2 separate regions of the Hordeum vulgare genome follow, and region 2 is linked to region 1. Evidence: chromatin contacts called from public Hi-C data. All regions are on one chromosome and are shown on one strand. The core of a region is the stretch at or near the end of the contact, and the rest is flanking DNA. Distances in the headings are between cores, read along the strand shown.

What was found. Hi-C and Micro-C count contacts between places; a contact is called where the count stands out from the background.
Region 2: a Hi-C map of leaf shows a contact between it and region 1, with 6 times the contacts expected there. The contact joins the promoter of LOC123444280 here to the promoter of LOC123444278 in region 1. A contact is called at or near these places in 4 of 6 Hi-C or Micro-C datasets (leaf and seedling).

Annotation. Positions count from the first base shown.
Region 1 is chr3H:463,378,410-463,382,654 of MorexV3_pseudomolecules_assembly, reverse strand. LOC123444278 (putative methyltransferase DDB_G0268948) reads right to left here and starts at 1,725. Exons shown (of 2, transcript XM_045120956.1): 1 at 1,241-1,725; 2 at 393-1,135. The coding sequence starts at 1,390. The coding sequence ends at 500. LOC123444277 (violaxanthin de-epoxidase, chloroplastic) reads right to left here. Exons shown (of 3, transcript XM_045120955.1): 2 at 3,756-4,245; 3 at 3,182-3,547. The coding sequence ends at 3,878.
Region 2 is chr3H:463,600,432-463,605,050 of MorexV3_pseudomolecules_assembly, reverse strand. LOC123444280 (probable choline kinase 2) reads left to right here and starts at 2,384. Exons shown (of 7, transcript XM_045120959.1): 1 at 2,384-3,021; 2 at 4,175-4,296; 3 at 4,394-4,592. The coding sequence starts at 2,629.

The DNA.
Region 1 (4,245 bases), core at 476-2,975:
TGTCAACACGCACTTTAACCATGCATGCTCCTTCAAGGGATTGTCATCGTACGCTAGTACGGGCGTTGACCCGCCGGCTATCGTTGGCGCTAGCCGGCCAGCAACACGACGGTGAGACGAACCGCAGCCGACGCCTAAATGTGTTGGAGTGAGATTTCCTCCACTTTGATATACCCGGCGCCATTACCCCGTCATGAGGCGAACCAACAACTTTGCTTTGATAGTAGAGATTTTGAAACGGATGGAGTAATAAGCAGTCAACTTTTACTCTACTCCCTCCGTTCCTAAATATAAGTTTTTGTAGAGATTTCACTAGTGGGCTACATACGGATGTATATAGACATACTTTAGAGTATATATTCAATCATTTTGCTCCGTATGTAGACCCTTAGTGAAATCGCTTAAAAGACTTATATTTAGGAACGTACATGTTATTCTGACCAAGAGAAAACAAAGGTCACTGATCACAATTCACCACACCCAGCAGCTCATCATCACGTCACATGGGCCTCCCAGCCAGCATGAAGGCCTTGAACACAAGCTTCCTGGGCACCGTCGGCAGATCCCCCCACCCCTCTTCCATCTCCTTCATCACATCCTTCACCAGCGCCTCCAGGTCCACCCCTCTCTCCCTGGCCGTCGTCGCGACGGAGCCGGTCATCACGAACCCGGCCAGGTCCTCCAGCGTCATCTCCGCCTCCATGTCGACATCGGCCGGCTCGCCCTCGCGGCCCACCCCGACGGGCTCGAAGGGGAACGGCAGCTCGTGGTACCGCTCCATGGCCAGCCTCGTCCTCGGGTCCATGTACGGCCGCATGGCCGGGTACAGCGTCCCCTGCAGCTTCTCCCCGAACGGGTGGATGTCGTAGTTGTACCCCCACACGGCGAGCACGCCGCCGGGCTTCTTGAGGGCGCGGTTCACCACGGCGTAGAAGAGCGGGACGTCGAACCAGTGGATCGCGGTCGCCACGACGACCAGGTCCAGGGAGCCCTCGCCGCCGACCAGCGCGACGAGCTCGTCCTCCGGGAGGCCCTCCGGCGTGTGCAGGTACCGCACCTTGGGGTGCGCGATGGCGTGGCGGAGCTGGCCCTCGCTCACGTCCGTCGCCACCACGCCGTCGTAGTGCTCCGCGATCTGAGGAGGAGGGAGGGGGGTTCGTTTTTTCAGGTGCTCGCTCGACTCATCTCAGAGTTCAGATCAGACAAACAGACGGCGTGGCTTAAAGGGTTGGAGGCTTACGCTGACGGAGGCCTGGCCGCTGCCGCAGCCGGCGTCCCAGGCGCGGCGGTGGCCGGCGGTGAGGGAGGCGAGCTTGGAGAACCACTCCTCGGGGTACCGCGGCCGCTTCTCGGCGTACGTCTCCGACGGCTTCTCATACAGCCCCGCCATTCTTGTGCTCTGCTATCAACCGTCGGTCTATAAAGTGCGAATTGCAGTTGAAGGGCTGGATCTGGATGGAATTTATAGACTATTATCACGGAGGTCAGAGTCAAAGTCAAAGTCAATGTGGTCACATGATCCATATAAAAATGTAGCCATGAATTATCCACTACAGTAGGAATCTAGGATTCAGAATTGTAAACTGCAGCAATTTGTTTCTCAGACTTTACACTGCCACGTATCCATTGGAACGCATCACATCTGAATGAAACCTGTGGGTTTCGGGTATAAAGCAGGTCAACCAGACGTATGCGACTTTGCTTACTCCAGCTTGTGTGGTGCACACCATTTTTGCTTCGCCAACATGATTGTATGCACCGAACTGAACTATCTGAGCATCCACAATATGCTTCAGCACCCATAAGACCATATCTAACAAACACTGTAAAATCACGACATGTAAACGTGTACCGTTTTACAATTCGATAAAGTAAGGTTTTACGGGACGAAATGTTGCGTTGCAGACCCTGTATATGAAATTATAAAATTTGAAGAAAAAAGTGCTCGCGGGAAGCAACTACTACATCATTCATCGAACATAGGCATGGTTATTGTAAAAATTACATCAGTTCTTCATCAAACTACATTAGTTCGGCATACTACTACTAGGGGGAGGGTCTGAGGGCCGTGCAACGTACCCGACCCAATGCTACCAAAAAGGACGGGTGCGGCGACGACGGCGCGGCGGAGGAGCAGGAGGAGCTTACTCCTCATCGGAGGTGGAGTCGAGGTCGATCCACATCTTGTCCTGCTCGGCCTTCAGGATGCGCAGGTCCGCCTCCTTGGACACACTCGCCTGCGACGCCGTGACCCCTTGCTCGAGGAAGATCTGCTCGATCTCCAGCTAGCGACGGTTGCGCGCGGCGTCCTCCACCGCTTCCCTCACCGAGCGCTCCATGATGGCGCATGAGGTGATCCTCCCACCCCGAGGGGGGAGGTAATCCTCGGGGTCGATGACCCCTCCACGCAGCTCGTCGACGTCGTCCTCGAGCTTGACGGCGAGCGGCCCAAGCTCCTCCGCCCTTCTCCTCACCGGAGTTATGGTCCGCGAGGACGACGCGCCCGCGAACGAACTCCCAGCAGCAAAGGAGCCGACGCGTCGAGCCGCGAGCTCGTACGCCTCGAGCTCGTGACGCTCGAAAGCCTGCGGCGGCCGGAGGCCATACTTCAGCCACCTCCGGGATCCCGGCTTGCGTGCGGCGTCGGAGACGCGGCGGCGACGACGCTCGGCGTCATCCCCTCCATTTCCATGGCCGTCCATGGTCGGGACAGCCCGCTGGTGGTTTTTTTGTCTCGCCGACGACGAGAAATTAGGGCGGAGTGGGTGTTTGAATCGCGGCGGAGCTACGGTGATGGAGGTTAGGGTTCGACCCGTAAACGCGCTGTAAAACCATATATATGCCGGCTCGAGGGGTCTTTTTGCGGGCCGCGGTAAAAAATTTACGGGCCGAACATACGAGACAGGGTCTGTTCTAACCACTAAAACAGACCAAACCCGTATACTGGCCGGAATTTTGCAGGTTCGACCCTTTTACGGTGTCTACTAGGATGCTCTAAGTGAGAACACTTCAAGATGCTTAAACATTACAACAACACATGCATTAACTATTTAGTACTCCCTTCGTTCCTAAATATAAGTCTTTCTAGAGATTTCATCTAGAGACTACACACGAAGCAAAATGAATGAATCTATATTCTAAAATATGTTTATATGCATCCGTATGTAGTCTTCTAGTGAAATATCTAAAAAGACTTATATTTAGGAACGGAGAGAGTATTTGGTTCATTGGTTATCTACAAACTAATGGCTTGTTTTGACTACAGGTTTACAACAGGCAGTAAAAGATATAAGCACCGTAACAACAGGCGTCACATAACACTCTCCTATAAATGTACAAGTTTCTACGAGCAACGTTTACTGCACAAGGTAATTGTACAGCGGACGAAATGGGGCATCAGCAGACTGCAGAGAGGCTGTTGTTGGAGATCGGGGACAGTGGGACTGGCATAGCGAGCACAGGATGCGGGCCTATGTCCTGCTATGTGTGAGCATCCAGGATTTATACAGGTACTGAAGACACCCCTTGAACACCGCATGCTCTCAACCTGTCATGATGAGAAAAGCAGAAAACCCAATTGACAATTTGGAAACACAGGAGAGTTTTACTGAACAATCTTGTATCGAATTAGTTTATTTATTGACTTGGAACCCTTTATCTATGTTATTAAGCATTGGGCATGATGATGGCAACAAGAAAGGTGATGTATTATATGACAAGTAGCAGTATATGTAAGAATGAGAAAATATACCTACCAGTTACAAATAAGTTCCATTTGGCAAGATGCGCCGCCATTCTTTACAGCCGTGTAAGTAGAGGTGCACATGTACATCAGTTGGGAAAGAAATTTCCCCTTTCATGCTGTGTGAACAATTCATCAGAGAATTCTCTGCATAATATCAGCTTCTTTTCCTGGAGCAATCTGGTAATGCAGCCGTGAACCTTCGGGAGTTCCCAAAGGCGCACCCGTGCAGGAGCAGTTGTCAACCATAAAAAGCTCCCATTTCTTGATACCACATTTCTCCAAAGCAGAGTCCAATCTTGGGTTGTCCCCATCAGGATAAGACCCATCAGGGGTAACAAGCACTGCTCCAGTGTATGATTGTCCAGCAGCCTGAGCAGCTCCATGGTAATGGAACAGACCCCAGCTGAAATCATCCGAAACATCGACAACTGTCCAAAACTCTTTTGAAACCACACCATTATCCAGCACACTGAAATAAAATGTACCAGGGATGCTAGCTC
Region 2 (4,619 bases), core at 1,135-3,634, 220 kb before region 1:
TATCAATCTTTACCTCCGAACTATTCTGGAGCTCCTCGTGACGTCCTGGATCTCATCCGGGACTCCGAACAACTTTTGGTTACCAACACCTATAACTCAACTATACCAAAACATCACCGAACCTTAAGTGTGCAGACCCCGCGGGTTCGAGAACTATGCAGACATGACCCGAGACACTCCTCGGTCAACATCCAACAGCGGGACCTGGATGCCCATATTGGATCCTACAAATTCTCCGAAGATATTATCGGTTGAACTTCAGTGCCAAGAATTCATATAATCCCGTACGACATTCCCTTTGTCCTTCGGTATGTTACTTGCCCGAGATTCGATCGTGGGTATCCGCATACCTATTTCAATCTCGTTACCGACAAGTCTCTTTACTCGTTCCATAATACAAGATCATGTGACTTACACTTAGTCACAATTCTTGCAAGGCTTGTGTGTGATGTTGTATTACCGAGTGGGCCCCGAGATACCTCTCCGTCAGACGGAGTGACAAATCCCAGTCTTGATCCATACTAACTCAACGGAAACCTTCGGAGATACCTGTAGAACACCTTTATAGTCACCCAGTTACGTTGCGACGTTTGATGCACACAAGGTATTCCTCCGGTGCCAATGAGTTATATGATCTCGTGGTCATAGGAACAAATACTTGACACGTAGAAAACAATAGCAATAAAACGACACGATCAATATGCTACATTCATAGTTTGGGTCTTGTCCATCACATGATTCTCCTAATGATGTGATCCCGTTATCAAGTGACAACACTTGCCTATGGCCAGGAAACCTTGACCATCTTTGATCAACGAACTAGTCAACTAGAGGCTCACTAGGGATAGTGTGTTGTCTACGTATCCACACATGTATTTGAGTTTCCAATCAATACAACTCTAGCATGGATAATAAACGATTATTATGAACATGGAAATATAATAATAACTAATTTATTATTGCCTCTAGGGCATATTTCCAACATCATACCACACACAGCTTGTTTTCCTCCATCTTGGGTTTTTTCCCCTCCTGCATGAACACACTCGAACTCTCTCCTGATTATGTGGTTACACCCCTTCTTCTGAGTCCTCTTAGTGTAACATATCCTAGTGCCAAAACCCAGCTTCTTAGCATAGCTATTATACACCTTTTGTGCTTCCTCGATGGTGTCAAAGACTAATCCAACATATGGCGCATCTGGTCGAGTAGTTGTTGCATCATCAGCAAATGGAATATATGTGCCCCCTTCAATGTCCTCCATGATTTCATCCTACAATGAAACATATTTTTTAGCATCAACATTGCACACATGATATCCTAGAGCCAAAACAATGGGCACAAGTTGAAAATATCTGAACACATACCATATCTGAATGTATCTGAACATATACGGTGCTAAACAGATCACAACATATTCTGAACACAGCCCATGACAATACAATCTAAGCTTCCAGCAGCAAAGTAAAATGTATCGAAGGGCAACAAATCGTGCTTCTAACTACGCTGTCACATTTATCCTACAGATTCATCAACAATCCCCGATGGTGTGTTAAAAACCAGCCAAATCATGCATCAGACGACCAGCATACATCAAAACTACAACAAACATCCGAAAAAAGAAAGCTAAAAACTGCGAATATGTATCAAGGTGTTCGTGTTACCTCCTCATCTCCAATATTCACCACAGGAGGATTCATGTTTGTCTGATTACTCGAAGCAGCAGCACCCCAAACGCCTCACGAACCTGTGGTATTACCCGATCCATGCCGCCAGATTGCATCTGAAATCCCTCTATACTCAATATCTCGTCTTAGGTGCGCCACTTTTGCAGATACTTGTCTCTCGATGGAAGCATTCGCGCCAGAAATCTGAATGGAGAAGACACAGGAGAGGAGCTGTTCTCCCGCGGAAGGAAGCATATGTCCAGTGCGTGCGTTCAGGGCCACTTATTGCGTACGCCCAGCCGCTTAATTACAGGTATTAAAACCCTCTAAAACAGGACATCACATCTAATCTGATGGATCCCAGACCCTCATCCAACGGCGCATACGTAGTCTGATGGATGCTGCGTGCAGACCGATGCCTAGCGCTTTCCAACTGATTGGACGTTAGTAATCTGCTGTTCACGTTCTTTATGTTATGCGCTGTATCATTTTTTGCTCACCCAAACTTTTCCTATCAATGAAATAATACGAAAAAATTGCGTATTCGCAAAAAGAAAAAGCAACGAGTCAACACGGTGCGGTGCCCAAGAAGACCCCGGTTGATTGACCGGGGTATGTCCTCGCAAAGAATGGAGAGAAACCATGGAGGGGGCATCTGGAAAAATCCCAAGCAACAGGCAGACCCTATTTATGCGCGGCCCCGCCCTCGGAGCCCCGAACCACATAAACTGATAAACCATCCCAAAACACGCCAGGCAGAGCAAAACCTCCTCCCCGTTACCCGCAGTTGCGAAGCTTCCCTACTTCTCCCCCAATCTCGCTTCACGAACAAGAACACCCGAATCAGAGAAACAAGAAACAGAAAGATCAAAGGAAGAGGCGAGAGCGCCAAATCCTCTGGCACCCCCATTCCCGCCCCAGGTTCGATCAAAGGAGAGAGCAGAAAACGTGGTTCGCGAGAATGGTGGCGATCGAGAGCCAGGTCCAGAGGCCGGCGGAGCCGGCGAGGATCCCCAAGGAGGCGCGGCGTCTCCTGCACGACCTGGCGGCCGCGTGGCCGAACGTGGCGGACTGCCGCGCGCTGGAGGTGGTGCCGCTCAAGGGCGCCATGACCAACGAGGTGTACCAGGTGCGCTGGCTCACCGCCCCGGCCGAGGCGGGCGCCGGCGCGGGGCCGCTCAAGGAGAGGGAGGTGAGGAAGGTGCTGGTGCGGATTTACGGCGACGGCGTCGACCTCTTCTTCGACCGCGAGGACGAGCTGCGCACCTTCGAGTGCATGTCCCGCCACGGCCAGGGCCCCCGCCTCCTCGGCCGCTTCCCCAACGGCCGCGTCGAGGAGTTCATCCACGCACGGGTAGGTGCATATCGCGTCTAATAAGCAAAATAGCTATCAAATTTCTTCTACCTTTCAGTCTTTCTTGGTTCAGAGGCCATTTCAGAACTGGTATCCTCTGTTTCTTGGCGAATTTCTTCAACTGCCAAATTGCTCTGTTTCTTTGCACGAATGATTCAGTTATTTTTAGTGCACTTGTGTTTGGTGGAATTTTCGTAAATTTAGTTAACCCGGACCATGCAGTGTGGAATTTGTTCTTGTCAAATTAAATATGCAAGTTAGGGTTAAGCTACTGCTTTCTTGATACTTTACGAGATTCTACTGCTATGGGGCCGACTAGTTTATTGCAGTGTGGTTCTCGTTCGTTGAATGCTCTGCCGTGGGAATCGAGCATTCTGAAATTTTTGATAATTCTTCACATCTAGTCTTATCCATCAGTTCAGAAAGAAAACGTTTCTTCAAGCCATTAGTCAATCAACTCCCATTTAGCCGGAATTATTTATGTCCCACGTGACTTAGTCAAAAGCTGCCTTGTGTTTCTTCGCTTGCGACATCTCCTAGAAATTTGTGATGTGTGTATATTTTTCTTTGCAAGGCTATGTCATCAAATGAAATCTCTCTTCCTTAGGCTATTTCTTGTCACGTCAATAAATTTGTGGTGTCACTAGCTGATGATGCTGTCTTTGTCAAGTAGTCGATCGTCTATAACTGCACATACGACCACAGGGAACGTCTCCCTTAGAAAATCCATGGCCTGAAAGCAATTGATTTGACTTCAGGAAGTAGGCCGATTACTAAGTTGGCAAAACCAACGCAGTTGGTGGCAAAGTACGTTTAGAATGAAGAAGCGTAGGCAGTATGCATGGTCCAATTCACTTTCTAAGTCCCTTTGAAATGTGAGTCATGCTATTGCCAAAGAATGAGAGGGCACCGTAGCACGTTCTAGATTCTTCAGAGCACATAGCGCTTTATATTTCTGTCGCTCTCATAAAAGGGAGTATCATGTGCTGTTTTCTGGGGTGAAGAAAAAGGGCTGAGAAACTGAGAATGGAATACGGTTCGTTGCTATCCTAACTTTTTCGCGAAAGCTGCCCTCGGAAACTGAGATTTGCTATCAAGGTGGCCAAACCATCTATCTGTTTGTAAACACAAACTAATGCAATTGTTTTTTCAGACATTGTCGGCTCCCGACCTACGCGATCCTGAAATTTCAGCTCTGGTGGCTACAAAACTGAGGGAATTCCACAACCTTGACATGCCTGGTCCCAAGCATGTGCTCCTCTGGGACAGACTGAAGTAAGGACAATTTTTAGTTCTTGCACAAGTGATTTTTTTGTCAGGCTTACAACTTACAAGTATGAGACTGAATCTGGTGATTTTTTTTTTCATGAAGGAACTGGCTCAAAACTGCCAAGAACCTGTGCCCAACTGATCAAGCCAACGAATTACGCTTGGATTGCCTGGAGAACGAAATTGCCTCGCTGGAGAAAGAATTCTCAGGGGATTACCACCACTGGATTGGTTTCTGCCACAATGATCTACAATATGGCAACATCATGATGGATGAAGAGACCAACATGCTGACCATCATTGTGAGTTCTATACATTCAAAAGCAATT